2 separate regions of the Gossypium hirsutum genome follow, and region 2 is linked to region 1. The links are chromatin contacts, called in public Hi-C maps. All regions are on one chromosome and are shown on one strand. The core of a region is the stretch at or near the end of the contact, and the rest is flanking DNA. Distances in the headings are between cores, read along the strand shown. Region 1 overlaps LOC107937086 (O-fucosyltransferase 13). Region 2 overlaps LOC107937084 (glycerol kinase).

The links. Hi-C and Micro-C count contacts between places; a contact is called where the count stands out from the background.
Region 2: a Hi-C map of leaf shows a contact between it and region 1, with 2.2 times the contacts expected there. The contact joins two enhancer-like sites. A contact is called at or near these places in 2 of 34 Hi-C or Micro-C datasets (anther and leaf).

The regions. Positions count from the first base shown.
Region 1 is chrD06:34,380,832-34,387,022 of Gossypium_hirsutum_v2.1, reverse strand. It overlaps LOC107937086 (O-fucosyltransferase 13), which reads right to left. Exons shown (of 6, transcript XM_016869901.2): 5 at 6,043-6,191; 6 at 5,001-5,946. The coding sequence ends at 5,211. Among protein-coding and RNA genes, the nearest start is that of LOC107937086, 6.0 kb to the right of the region's middle. Within about 2 kb of position 4,377, at least 2 of the 9 cell types and tissues checked have an H3K27ac peak or open chromatin away from gene starts, as enhancers often do. A contact at or near this core is called in leaf, where this site is marked.
Region 2 is chrD06:34,493,438-34,499,908 of Gossypium_hirsutum_v2.1, reverse strand. LOC107937084 (glycerol kinase) reads right to left here. Exons shown (of 6, transcript XM_016869897.2): 6 at 5,745-6,184. The coding sequence ends at 5,939. Among protein-coding and RNA genes, the nearest start is that of LOC107937084, 5.7 kb to the right of the region's middle. Within about 2 kb of position 4,503, at least 6 of the 9 cell types and tissues checked have an H3K27ac peak or open chromatin away from gene starts, as enhancers often do. A contact at or near this core is called in leaf, where this site is marked.

The DNA.
Region 1 (6,191 bases), core at 3,128-5,627:
GCAATGGTGTTTTCAAATAGAAGGAAGAACATAACTCCCCTTTTTCTTATAAAGCTCACATCAATATATATGTAAAACCCATGTTATCATAATGGAACTTGACACTAGGGGTGAGCAAAATTCGATTCAATTCGAAAAAATCAAAAAAAATTCAAATTTTAAGTTAATCGAATCAAGTTATTCGAGTTATTCAAATTATTTGAGTCAACTAGAAAAAGGAATTTCAGATTTTGAGTTCGAGTCAAGTTGAATTTTTACAATTTGAATAACTCGAATAATTTGAATAACAGGTTAGTATAAATACTGTTTTGGTCCCTATCAATTTTAACAGAAATTACAAAAAAAAAATCGAAGTAATTTTCAAATTTTGAAAATAATTTTTAAAATTCAAAATATTTATAAAAATTTTAAATTTTTTTAAAAAATTATAAATTTAAAAAAATCTAAAAATATATATAAAAATTTTAATAAAATAATAATTATGGAATGTAAATAAGTGATTAATGATTCATGTTTAGCATACTAAAGTATTTTTTATTATTATTTTTCTTTAAAAAAGTTTTCAAATATATATTGTTTCAAATTTATATGTTCTAACATGGAAATAGTTATATTGTACAAGATTTTAATTTAACATTATTAATTTTTCTAATTTAACTCAAACGGTTTCATTTGATTTGATCAAATGCTCACCCCTAATTCGAGTTATCCGAAAATCTAAATCAAAAAAGGCAAAACTATGTCATTTTGATAAATTTTTACCTTTTCTAAAGTTAAAAGTCAAAAATATCAAGTTGTAAAACTACGTTGTTTTGATAAATGTTTACCCATTAGTCTTCCTTTCCTTCCCGAATTGCCCCACTCTCTTTTTTCCCTTTATTCAAAATTAATCTAAAAGCTTGTACTTCGTCTACTAGTAAAATAATTGATCCATGTAAATTAAATATTAAGTATAAATAATAAGATATGTTAATTTGGCTCGACTCGACTCAAAATTTTTTTACTCGATTCGACTCGATTCAAAAAAAATTCAAATTGAGTTTGGTTCCTAAAATAGGATTCGTCAACTTGACTAACTCAAAATTTTTTTACTCGATTCGACTCGACTTGATCGAATACTCACCCCTACTTGACACATGTCACCAACCATGGATTCATGTACGAGAAACGAGTCGGATTGAAATAGGGCTGAGATATACCTTTTGAAACTGAAAAGCGGCAAATAACGTTGTTGATTGGATCCCTTTGAATGATGTCAATCCAAGCCACAACAAAAGTGTCTCAGCCTCTATGTAGTCCACTCGGTCAAAGAACGAACAGTAAAAGAAATTTTCTTTGAACTTTTTCAGGGAAAGTAAAAGCAGCTGCTAGATCCTATACTCAATTTTGCTATAAAAACCCTAACACACATTCGAGATGTCACCTCTTAAACCCAGACTAAACATTTAACCGAATTTGGAAAGCTACATTGGCCACCGGAATGGTTGAAGTAAACTTCCAAAATTTCAAACGTACTTTTAAAAAACCATTTACTAAATCACTCAAAATTTGTGAAATTGAACATTTATCTTTATTTTCAATCACATTTCAAAACCATTTGTCCACGAAAATGTTATAAAATAAACTTCCGTAATTTTGAACATATTGTAAAATTATTGGCTTATCAATTCCAAGCAACTGAAATCAAATGTTTATCTTAATTTCGTAAAACCTGAAAATCTTAGGAATTGAATTATTTAATATTTCATTTGTAAAAATTCAATCATTATTCAAAATTATTTAGAATTTTACTAAAAACTCATTTTTTTAGTATTTGCAGTGGAAAAATGTATTAATGATAGATTCTATTTTAAAATCAAGTTTCATCTGAAATCATTTTAAAATACCCATTTGATCAGTTTTCAAAACTCTAGTGTCATGCAGTCAAATTATGCAAATCAGAATAAAAATCCCCAAAGTAATGTCCCATACCACAATTCATAAACTGAAAACCGTTTTTTAAAACCAAATTTTTCCAACATAATAAACCTTAATATATAAGTTGATCCCAACAAGTTGATTCATTCAAATGAATTTCTTAATGGTACTAAAATGTGGCTTGATAGTAATGGTATAGCATGGTTAAGAAAGGCTCAACACTACCAAAGTATAGGATTAGTAGGCTTATCCATTGTTATTTTCTAAGCTTTTTAAGTTATCGTGTTAGTTGTTTAAAATGCGTAGGTAAAAGATTTGATACGAAGTTTAATGTAGCTGGGAGCTTCGCATCACCCTTCATTAGAGGTTGTTGTGTATGTATAATTTTCGTTATAGTATGGAAATTTTGGCATGTACATAAAGGCTTAGTTTTGAATAATATTTGTAAAATTAATTTGTAACTCGAATTCTTTTCGATTTTCTTGAAGTAGTTTCACTCCACCATTTATCCAAGTGCACATATACCATATATTTTGAGTTTAAATGAGCTTAGAAATTGATTTGTAATGTTTCGAAACCCATTGAGAAGATATAGCCATGTTTTACGGAAGTATGAAATTAAAAATGGTTACAGTACTGCCTAAGCGGCAACTTGGGCCACCTAGGTGTCATCATAACGAAATTAATACTAACTACATTATCACCTGAGAAGTAGCTCGAGCCACCTAGGCAACACTAGAGCGAAAAAAGAAAACAACTAACAACTCTAGTTCTGCCTAGGCTGGAGCTCTGGTCGATGGTTGAACATACCTTTACTCTTTTTGTTTTACTTAATTTCTTATAAAATTCTTTAAGGATTTGAGTAACCTTTAACAAATTAAGTAACTTTCCTATATTTGAATAGAATTTAAATATTTTTTTATAGTTTTATAAACATGTTTTCAAGTTTAAAATTTCTTGAATAAATCAAATGTATTTGCAATCTTACTGCTTCGATAGTACCTTCCATTCATCTCGAACGTCGGGATAAGTAAGTGATGTTATACAATTCACATAAAAATACATCCAAAATTAATATCTAAACTTTCTAAACTCTTTCATAATAAACTCAAATTTCATGCTTGGAGAGTTAGAAAAACATAATTCATACATTGTTGAAGCTTTCTTTCTCTAATTTTCATTTTCTCACATTAAAACCCTCCAAACCTAGGCTGAAAATGATAGAATTTATGGTAAAATCCACGCAATAAAGTTGATTTCCAAGTGATTTCAACAAAATTCAAAATTGAGTGTAGAGATCTTTTAAAAATATTAAGGAAAATGCATGGAAATGAAGATGAAGGGAGAGAACCTCATGAAACAAAGGCTGGTTGACAGCAGCATAAAAGAAAGGTTGATGGGAGTTCTTTTCATCCTTTTCCCATTTAAAATATCATTTGTGTCAAAAGTCCAAAAATTTATAAATGGTGACCGACTATCATGATTCAAGATCTAATTGTACAAGTTTATTTCATATATCAGATTTCTCATTTAAATAATATTTTCATCACAGCATTTTTGTGAAAAGACCAAAATACTCTTATAAGATTAAATTATTATTATTTTACCTTTTATGCTTCTAAGCACAATTCTTTACATCAAATAGTTATTAATCAACTCCAACTTTCATAATTCTTATTTAATGCTTAATAAACTTCCTTGGTTATAGAAAACTACACCTTTATCCTTTTCTTAAAAAATTTACAATTTAATTTTTGTATTTTTAAATCTTTTCAATTGGGTTCTTAAAAATGTTTTTATCACACCAATGCATATTCAACTTATTCTTATATCAATTAAATCGATAGTAATTTGTATTACTAATTTATGGTCAAAATGTACTTTAGTCCTTTAACTTTTCAAAATATACGATTTAATCTCTCTTTTTTTCATATTTTCCTTTCTAAAGTTCTTTCCACTAATTCTCTTATCCAACATCATTTTATCTCATACGAATCTTTTTCCTGATTTGTTCTCCAAATTTTCTTATAAATTCATTTATCTAACATTGGCGTAGTGTCACGTGTTAAATCGACAATTTCGGGGTGTTATGGGATATTTTCTTTTTCAAATTCAAGATGATGTCTTGCAGTGGTGGCTTTATATCACTTCTATAGTAGTAAAACAACAAGAATTTAAGGAAATTCTAAGGATAGTCAACTAAAAGCTAATTTTAAGGAAATTTTAGTCAACACAAAGAAAAACTTAAAAAATCCATTCTGATTTCTAATGGGTCACATGCCATCATTAAATAAAATGTTTAAAGGCTTAACTTGGGCCTTGATCCAACTGGACTTGTAAAATGTAGTTAGGCTTGTATTCTAGATTCAACCCAATTTTCCTTCTTCATTCCTCTCATGCAGTTACTCCAAACTTATTGAGATAAGCTTTTGAACAAAGCCTTCAATTCAATGCTTAAGTTGCTTGGATATTGATCTTGTGATTGGCCCACTTGAAAACTCAAATCCTTCATGTTGTCCAAGCTTAGGAAAATTTTGGTGAAATCAGTGAACTTAGGGAAAATTCTAACATTTTTTTATTTGCCCAAAACAAGAGCAACATACTAGGATGCGTTGCCTTTTCCACAGTTGGAGATAATTAGTATTCAGGAATAGCTAAAGTTGTGGAAGCTTCCACTAAACTCGGATAGTGCAAGAGGACAGAAGGTTGTTACTGAAAGGAGAGGAGTGGTGGAATGTAGAATGGGAGAATGACTATCACAAGATGCTGGTTTAGTTTGAGCAAAATTTTCGATAAATATTTTGAGCAAGCAAATAAATAATCATTTTTATTTGTGGGCCAAGGCTAATGCTATCCATTTTGATTACTATATTTCTCAATATTAAGCAAAAACTTTTGTTTGCAACGTGAAGAACAAATTGGTAGTTTAAGTATCAAAGTTTGGATCAGGACATTAACCAACAATTTGGAACCAGGGTACGATTAGGAAATATGTGCATGCAATCATTTTTGGTGCTCATTTTAGATAACCAACGAATAAAAAAAGGAATGGAAAAAAAAATGTTTGACCAACTAACATTACATTTAATACAAAAGAAAAGGTATAGCATTAGCAATTAGCATATGATGCCCAAGTTGTTTTGTCACCAAAATATGAAGAGTAATGTAGACAATGAGAATCCAAAACTAATCTTCGAGAAAACAATGAACATTTTTTAGCAACGTAGATCCGCTGTTAAAAACTATTCCGTAAGATTTCATACAAAAAGAATGCCTAAAAAATATAATTTGAACTATAATTTGAACTCACAAAAGCAGTCAGACAACGCAGACCCTCGTCCCTTGATGAAATCATCTTCGTGAGCCTTCCATAATGCTTCCATCAACGGCTTCCCTTCCAACCCTCTAGATGTAAATTCAGCAAAAGCTCTTCGGCTTAAGAAAAGAGTTTTGTACAGTCCTTTAAAAGCTCGCATCGCGGCTACCATCTTATCCATGTTTCCAAAGTATGTAGCCATGTAAGAATCACTGTTTATTGATACGCAATAATCCAAGGCAGCTTTTGTGTTCCCATGCATGGTTTCGAAATCCTCACCACTAAGAAGAGCAGATTTGGTAACTACATTGCTATAAATAGATGTTAAACCCTCAATCTCCATTAGTCCATCCCCAGCAGCAAGATAAATGTTTGTGTTCGTCGGTATTGATAGTGCTTTAAGTATAAAGGCAGTCTCATTTGGTGTAAGGGGGCATTTTCCCCTATTTCTCCAAATCCGAGCTGCTTCTCCAGTCCATGGCTTTCTATCATCTCCACGTGCAGCCTCAAGGGCTTTCATCGAGGTAGGTGAAAGGCCTGAGTACTGACATTGGCTATAAGCTACCATGTCTGGTTCAAACCGAAGGTGAAGGGAAAGGAAAGGTTTTGGTATAGCTTCCAGAAGCTTGTTAGCTTTCTTCTCCAATGATCCAGTCAGCTTTAATGCTCTGTAACAGGCTTGACAAAGTGCAGCTTTTGCATACTTTGGGTACCTACAAGATATCATAACAAAAATGTAAATATATTCATCTACGCCATAGTTCTACGTAATCGAAGTCTTGAGAAATTGAGACAGAAAAAAGTAATACCTATCCCTTCTTTGGCTCACTGCTGGTGTGATAGAGACGTAATGATATTTCAATAAGAATGGAAGAACACTTTCAATGTAATCAAATTGACCTTTCCGTTTACTGCAATCCACTCTATGGGGTTCTTTTGATGATATCTCTGGTGGCAA
Region 2 (6,471 bases), core at 3,254-5,753, 110 kb before region 1:
TTCTGTAACCCTATTCCGGTAACGAATACGATTTTGGGGTGTTACAAGAGGTTTAGGCTACCTCTAAATTCCCAAATACACAATGAATCATCTATGAGTAGCGATTCTAAAACACTCACCGAAATATTCGCTATTGTCGAAAAACCGAAAGCTTAGACAAGCTTCCCTTTGCCCTTATATCTCTACTCGTTGAAGGTCCTATCGACTCTGACACTTCAACAAGACAAACCACACATATATTTAGTCAACAATCAGTCAATAAGTCACCTCAAACAACCACAAACACAAGCCTAAGCTACACTCTTTTCTAACCAAAACCTTTAGCACGACAAACTTAAAATTCAAATAACTCGATCTACGCTTAATCTTTTTGCACGAAATGACTTCTATTCATCTATATATTCATCTATGATTAATTCCCAACCTTTAAACTAATGATGATGGTGTTAAGGTTGAACAACCTTGTACTCGTGGAAATAATTCTAGGCGTGCCCCTCATGCAAATGATGAAACTTTGGTTAATAATGACTATGGGCAACCTTCTTTGGCTAAACCAAAGTTCTTAAACGAAAAATTGAACTTATGTTTCGTTACTATTAATGCCCAAAAGAGGAAAAAGTCCCATTGGAGATCCTTAACTTTTTGGATTATGCATTGAGTTGGTGGACTCAACTTGGAATTAATCATCAAAGAAACTACGAAAGGGAAATTGAAACATAGGACAAGTTGAAGCAAGTAATGCGAAAGCATTTCGTTCCTTCTCAGTACTATAGAGAGGTCAAAATGAAACTTTGACGCCATGTTCAAGTTAACCGATCAGCTGGTGAGTACTTCAAAAAGAGATGGCCAAATGAAAGGAGGAGTACAACTGATCTCTCAAAAGATCATGAGAGAAGACAGTAAGTATAACTTTGTCCCTTTTGTTGTAAAATATTATTGGTGTAGTTCAAAAGATCATGAGGGTTTCTGATGTCCAATTAAATATCCAACTAGAGAAGACAGTAAGTATGACTTTGTGCCTTCTGTTGACTCTTACTTTAGTGGAAAAAGATTTGGGATGGTGAACTTTGTGAACCAGAAAAGAATGATAATGAGAATTTTTTCCTTGAATCTATGGAGTTAGATGAGATAGATACGTCATGTTCTCCTACTGAAATACATGGTATTAAATTGAATATTCATAATACTTGTAAGGGGGATATGGGAAGTGAGGAAAAATCATATGAAAAGATCGAGAGAAAAGAGACCTTGAGTGATAAAAGTCTACTTAATGGTCCACTTTTGGTGAGTGAAAATACATATGAGGTAAAATTGGAGAGTTCTTGGGTGGAAAAAGAAAATGAAAAGCAAGAAAATACCCATACAAAAGTGATGAATGCTTATGTTTTAATTAACCATAACTCAAATTTGTTTAGTGGTGTTTCTTTGTTACAGGATTTCAAGGATCCATTGACGAGCTTCCAATTACATTACTCTACCATTGATAGAAGATTTTACTTGTAGGAGAGAGGTAAGTTACATTACTCTACCATTGATAGAAGATTTTACTTGTAGGAGAGAGGTAAGTTGAACATTTAAAATTCTTCACAAATGATAAAAGGTAAGAAAAGTAAAGACACATTGGACATTGCAATATGTAGGCATACCTTGAATGTTTTTTATAAGTATGCTACTGATTGTATTTTTCCTTACGACGTGCTTTCTCGTTGGTCAAGTTTCATTAAACCTTGGTTTAGAAGTTCAATTGATTTTATGTGTTTATCTAGGTTTGTAAAGTGTACTTTTGTTGCATTCAATAGGTTTATTACAAAATCTTACGCATTTGATCTTGCAACAACATTTTCTACCTTAGACTTTAACGATGAATTTTTACATAATAATCTTAACCTTCTTGACTTTTATTATTATGTGAAATTCTTGAATCATCGTTGAAAATTCTTATGGATGATCATGCATATTCAAAGAAAGTTACAGGTTATTTTTTACTTGAACACTCATGTGCCTAACATTTATTGTTTAGTGTTGGTCGTTTGTTTTTGAAGGATTTGGGGGATCATGTCTTTGATCCTTAAGATAGTTTTGGTGCACAAGAAAGCTTAGGTAAATATTTGTTTTCTTTTTCTATAGCTAAAGATCCGAGAACAAATCTTCTTAAGGAATGGGGGAATGATGCGAGTCTCAAATCCCAATTTTAGGCCCATGGATGTGATGGGCTTACACTACCTCAAGGCCCAACAACAAGGTCAAAGGCCAAGCAAATCAAATCAAGATTTGATCAAATACAATATTTGAGGATGAATCTTTTTTAGGAAACAAGGAATGATACGTGCACGGAATGGGTGAAAATTATTAAAATCAATTCAACCAAGCTGTCAATTTTCAAACTAAAAAAGATTAGTCAACTTGCGACGAATTTTTGGATGGAATCCAAACATTTATGGACCTAGATATCTACATAATGTTTGAAGATCTATCTCTTAGCTTCGAAACTCATTTTGAATCACTCAATTATGAGTTTGGGAGCTCAAGCTATAATCTTTTTAGTGAAGATCGCGTGAGCAAAATTTCTAAACGGGATTATTACAGAAACTACGAGTTTTGGGCTTTTTATTCGAGTTTAAATCATATTGGGTTCAAGTTTCAAGCATAATTTTTATGATATACAAGCCCAATATTTTATTTACTAAGTTTTATTATTTTATTATTTATTTATTCCAAATTTTGGATAATTTTTAATTATTTTAAGTTATTTAGGAGTTTTATGTCAATAAGAAAGTTTAGTTTAAAATTACTTCATGTTTAGGGTAATTAAAGTTTCAATGTACTTAACTTTTTATCTAGATGTACTTAGCTCGCCTATATAAAGGTCTCTTCATTGTACATAAATAAATTAATTATTATTCAACAACTTCTATTTTGAGTTAATAAATTCTCTTTGAGTTTTTCTGTTCAAGAATTTTTCTTGAGTTTTCTTTTAGAAGAGTTTTAACAATCTTTTTAGATTGTGGGGATCATCTTCAAACTTTTTCTTGCCAAGTTTTCTTTCTTAGAGAGAAAATTAGAGTCATTTGAAGGGGGTTATAGATTATTCTTGTTTCTAAGGCTCCTTAGGACTTTTACATGTCATGTTCCATCTTTTCCATCTTTTTCATCTATCTTCTTTGTTTTCTTCTTTATTTTCTTCTTTACTATTCTAATCTTTGATTTATTTTTATGTTTTATTTATCTTATTTATTTTAATTGCTTTATTTATTTCTTTTATCTGACTTAGATTTATTTGTGTTTCAAGTTGTGTATTTTAAGTTTATTTCCGATTGTCTAGAGCACTAAGTCAAATCTACAACTAGGACAAAATTACGATCCTGCTCCGCACTCATCCCTATCATTACTATTTATTAATTAGGATTAAAATAAATAATTAGGTAGGGTTTTTTTCTAGAAATATTGGTATATTTTATTTAATTGATTAATGCTTGATTGATTTGGTAAAACATGATAAAATGTCTTCATTGTAAAATATTTAACTTAATAGAAATAAATTATTTATTTTAGGGGAATAATTTGCTTATTTGATTAGTACTAATTTTGATAATTTACTTAGATTACTTAACTGGCTTGTAAATCTTGTAAAATAATTTGTATAAAGTGTAATATTTGCTAATTTGTAGTAGAGTCATTAAAATAAAGTCTCACTAGATTAGTTTTTTTAATGGCTATTTTTTTGCCCAAGTCTTAATATATATCTCTTAAGTACCTAACTTGACTTTACAGACTATATTTAATGTGCGAAACCAATACTTTTAACAACTGAAAATCCCCTTCAACTGCTCCAAACTGATTAGAGGGTATAAATGCAAGTTAAAAACACGTAAAGACTCTAGAGAGATGCATCCAAACATTGAAATTAAGAGAATTCACTAATCTTCTTTTTCTGATTTCCTCCCGTACATAGTCTTTTAAGTGCTTATTGTAATATTGCTTTTATCATTCTCATTTTCATTCTTTAAATGAGATAACACTTGTAAAAAAAAACACGTTCACATTTTTTCCCTTTATAATTAAAGAGTATACTTAAGGTCTTTTACTAGAAAGCCTTTAAGGGAATTGTATATAGTTTCTAGTTAAGACACAAAGAATAAAAAGTTTTAGCTTAATCATAAAAACTAGAAAGAATGTTTTATTTTAGCCTTTGTAAAAAAAAATAGAAATTGTAAAAGTTATAGTTTATCCTTAAAATTATCAGTTCAATACAGTGAATTGAAAAAATTTATTGATTGAAATATACCACTTAGTGAAAGTAGGTAATTGGGAAAAAACTATTGTACGATTTTTTCTCTCTGAATCAAACCTACTGATCCGATGTGCAATTTAGATCTTGGAATTGCTATTCCAATTTAGATCTCAAGCCCATAGCAATTCCGATGAGATTAGGACCCAAGCTCGCTGATTCGAACCTACTGATCTTTCTTGAATTAGAAAGTAAATAATTAATTTTCCCGGGGCAAAGCTAAAGCCCATTTGATTGGAATCTTGGTTACGCGAGGCTAGTTTCTTCCGCATAATTAAGGTTTTGTACATTCGCCTCATTATCACATATTGTCCTTGTTGTAAGGCTTGATTAAAATGGGCCTAAAGAAAGATAAGTCCCTTTGAAGTAGAGGAATTTTGAAAAATATATAGCTGGGTGTTTTTATACAAAATAATGCCATGTATGACAGAGATATTGTTTTCTTTTTCCTAATTTTTGAATTTGGAAATTAATAGCACTAATCACCAACTTCTCCCGTACACAGGATACTATCCCCAACAGTGGAGGTTTTGCCAAATTGGGCAACTGATTTCGGACGACCACAAATTCAGGAGTCCTAAAAATTGTGAGTATTTCCTTCCCTCAATGGTAAGCAAAAGTTCCTGAGCTCAAGGTGCCTACAGTGGCAGCAAACATCCTTGGAAGATCACTCTTACTAATGGGATTGTGACACCCTAAACCAGTCATCATAAGCAGCTTGACCCCCTTATCCCCTCATAGTACATGCCCAATTTGGCCACATGTATGACGAACGTTAGGCAACTTTTCCTACTTCACCATCCTCTGCAATGGTCGAAAAATGTACGAAGGAAGTTGCCCCATCCAATATGCACTGTGACACGATGATTCAATCATCCATTTTAGTGGCAATCCTATATATCCGAATCCAAAACGCAACCCACTTGAGAGCATAATCGGAAGTTTTAAGATGACCATCATAATCTTTCAATATAAGATTACTTGAATTTTAAACCACTGGGTCACATCTATAATCTTCGTCTCCAAACATAAATTAAATTAAATCATCATTCAGAATCAGAGTTTCCAAATGTTACGCTACTCTCATTCTGAATGACTCGTACAAGCAACTTATGCTTTCAGAATGGAAATATATTTCTGCTCACCAATACTTTATTGTTATTATTATTATTATTATTATTATTCATTGACAAATATGCATAATTAAAATCCAATTAAATATCTGATAATTTTACACACGTAACATTAATAAAAAACCAAATCAAAATAATAGAAACTATACAACACATTTAAATACGATTAACACAATAAAAATTAAATTTTTGGCACAATTAGTAGTCCGTGTTATGTTCATGTTTAATATACAAGTAAAACCATTAAACATGACATTTTAATTTAAGAAATTTAGCAACTTCAACAGAGAAACCAACAGAACAGCAAACTTCATAGGGAAATGTTGAAAACTAAAACCTTTAATAATGTCTGTGACTGTCATTGAAGCAAAGCACTGACAACCAGAGTAATACATTCAGCATTTTATTCAGTTGAATATAAGCATGGGTTTTGTCTGTAAATTCAAAAATAAAATAAAACATCTACAAAAGACGAGACAATGGTCACCAGGAAGTCGAAACAGAAATAACTGTTGTATCACATTTCAAGATCAGCCAAACCAAACGTTCTTTCAACAGCTTTGCACCAAGAATCCACCTTCTTCTTCCTCCATTCTACACTTGATTTTGGGGAGAATATGGATGCGGTTTTGATAATTTGTCCCGAAGCAAAAAGCTCCTCTTCTTTCCACACTCCTACAGCTATTCCAGCAGCATATGCAGCTCCGAGAGCGGTTGTTTCTATGTCAGCTGGTCTGACCACAGAACTTCCCAGCAAGTCCGCCTGTGATCAGCCCCGGAAAGGACAAAATTTTATCATCAGATGAGCGACTACGAATGGTTTAGACAAGATCTCAACAAGGAATAACAATCATTCAGCAGAAACATGAAAGGTGAAAATAAGGCACTAAACAAGCAGTCTCTTTGATTATATATATCACATGGCAGCTGAGACTGTAAGAAAAACATTTTTAATCGCAAAACAGACCCGACTCTTCATTTTTCATCAAGTAACCATGTCCAACACATTTGCAAACATAGGTACAGGATTATGCAAATGTAGGACACATA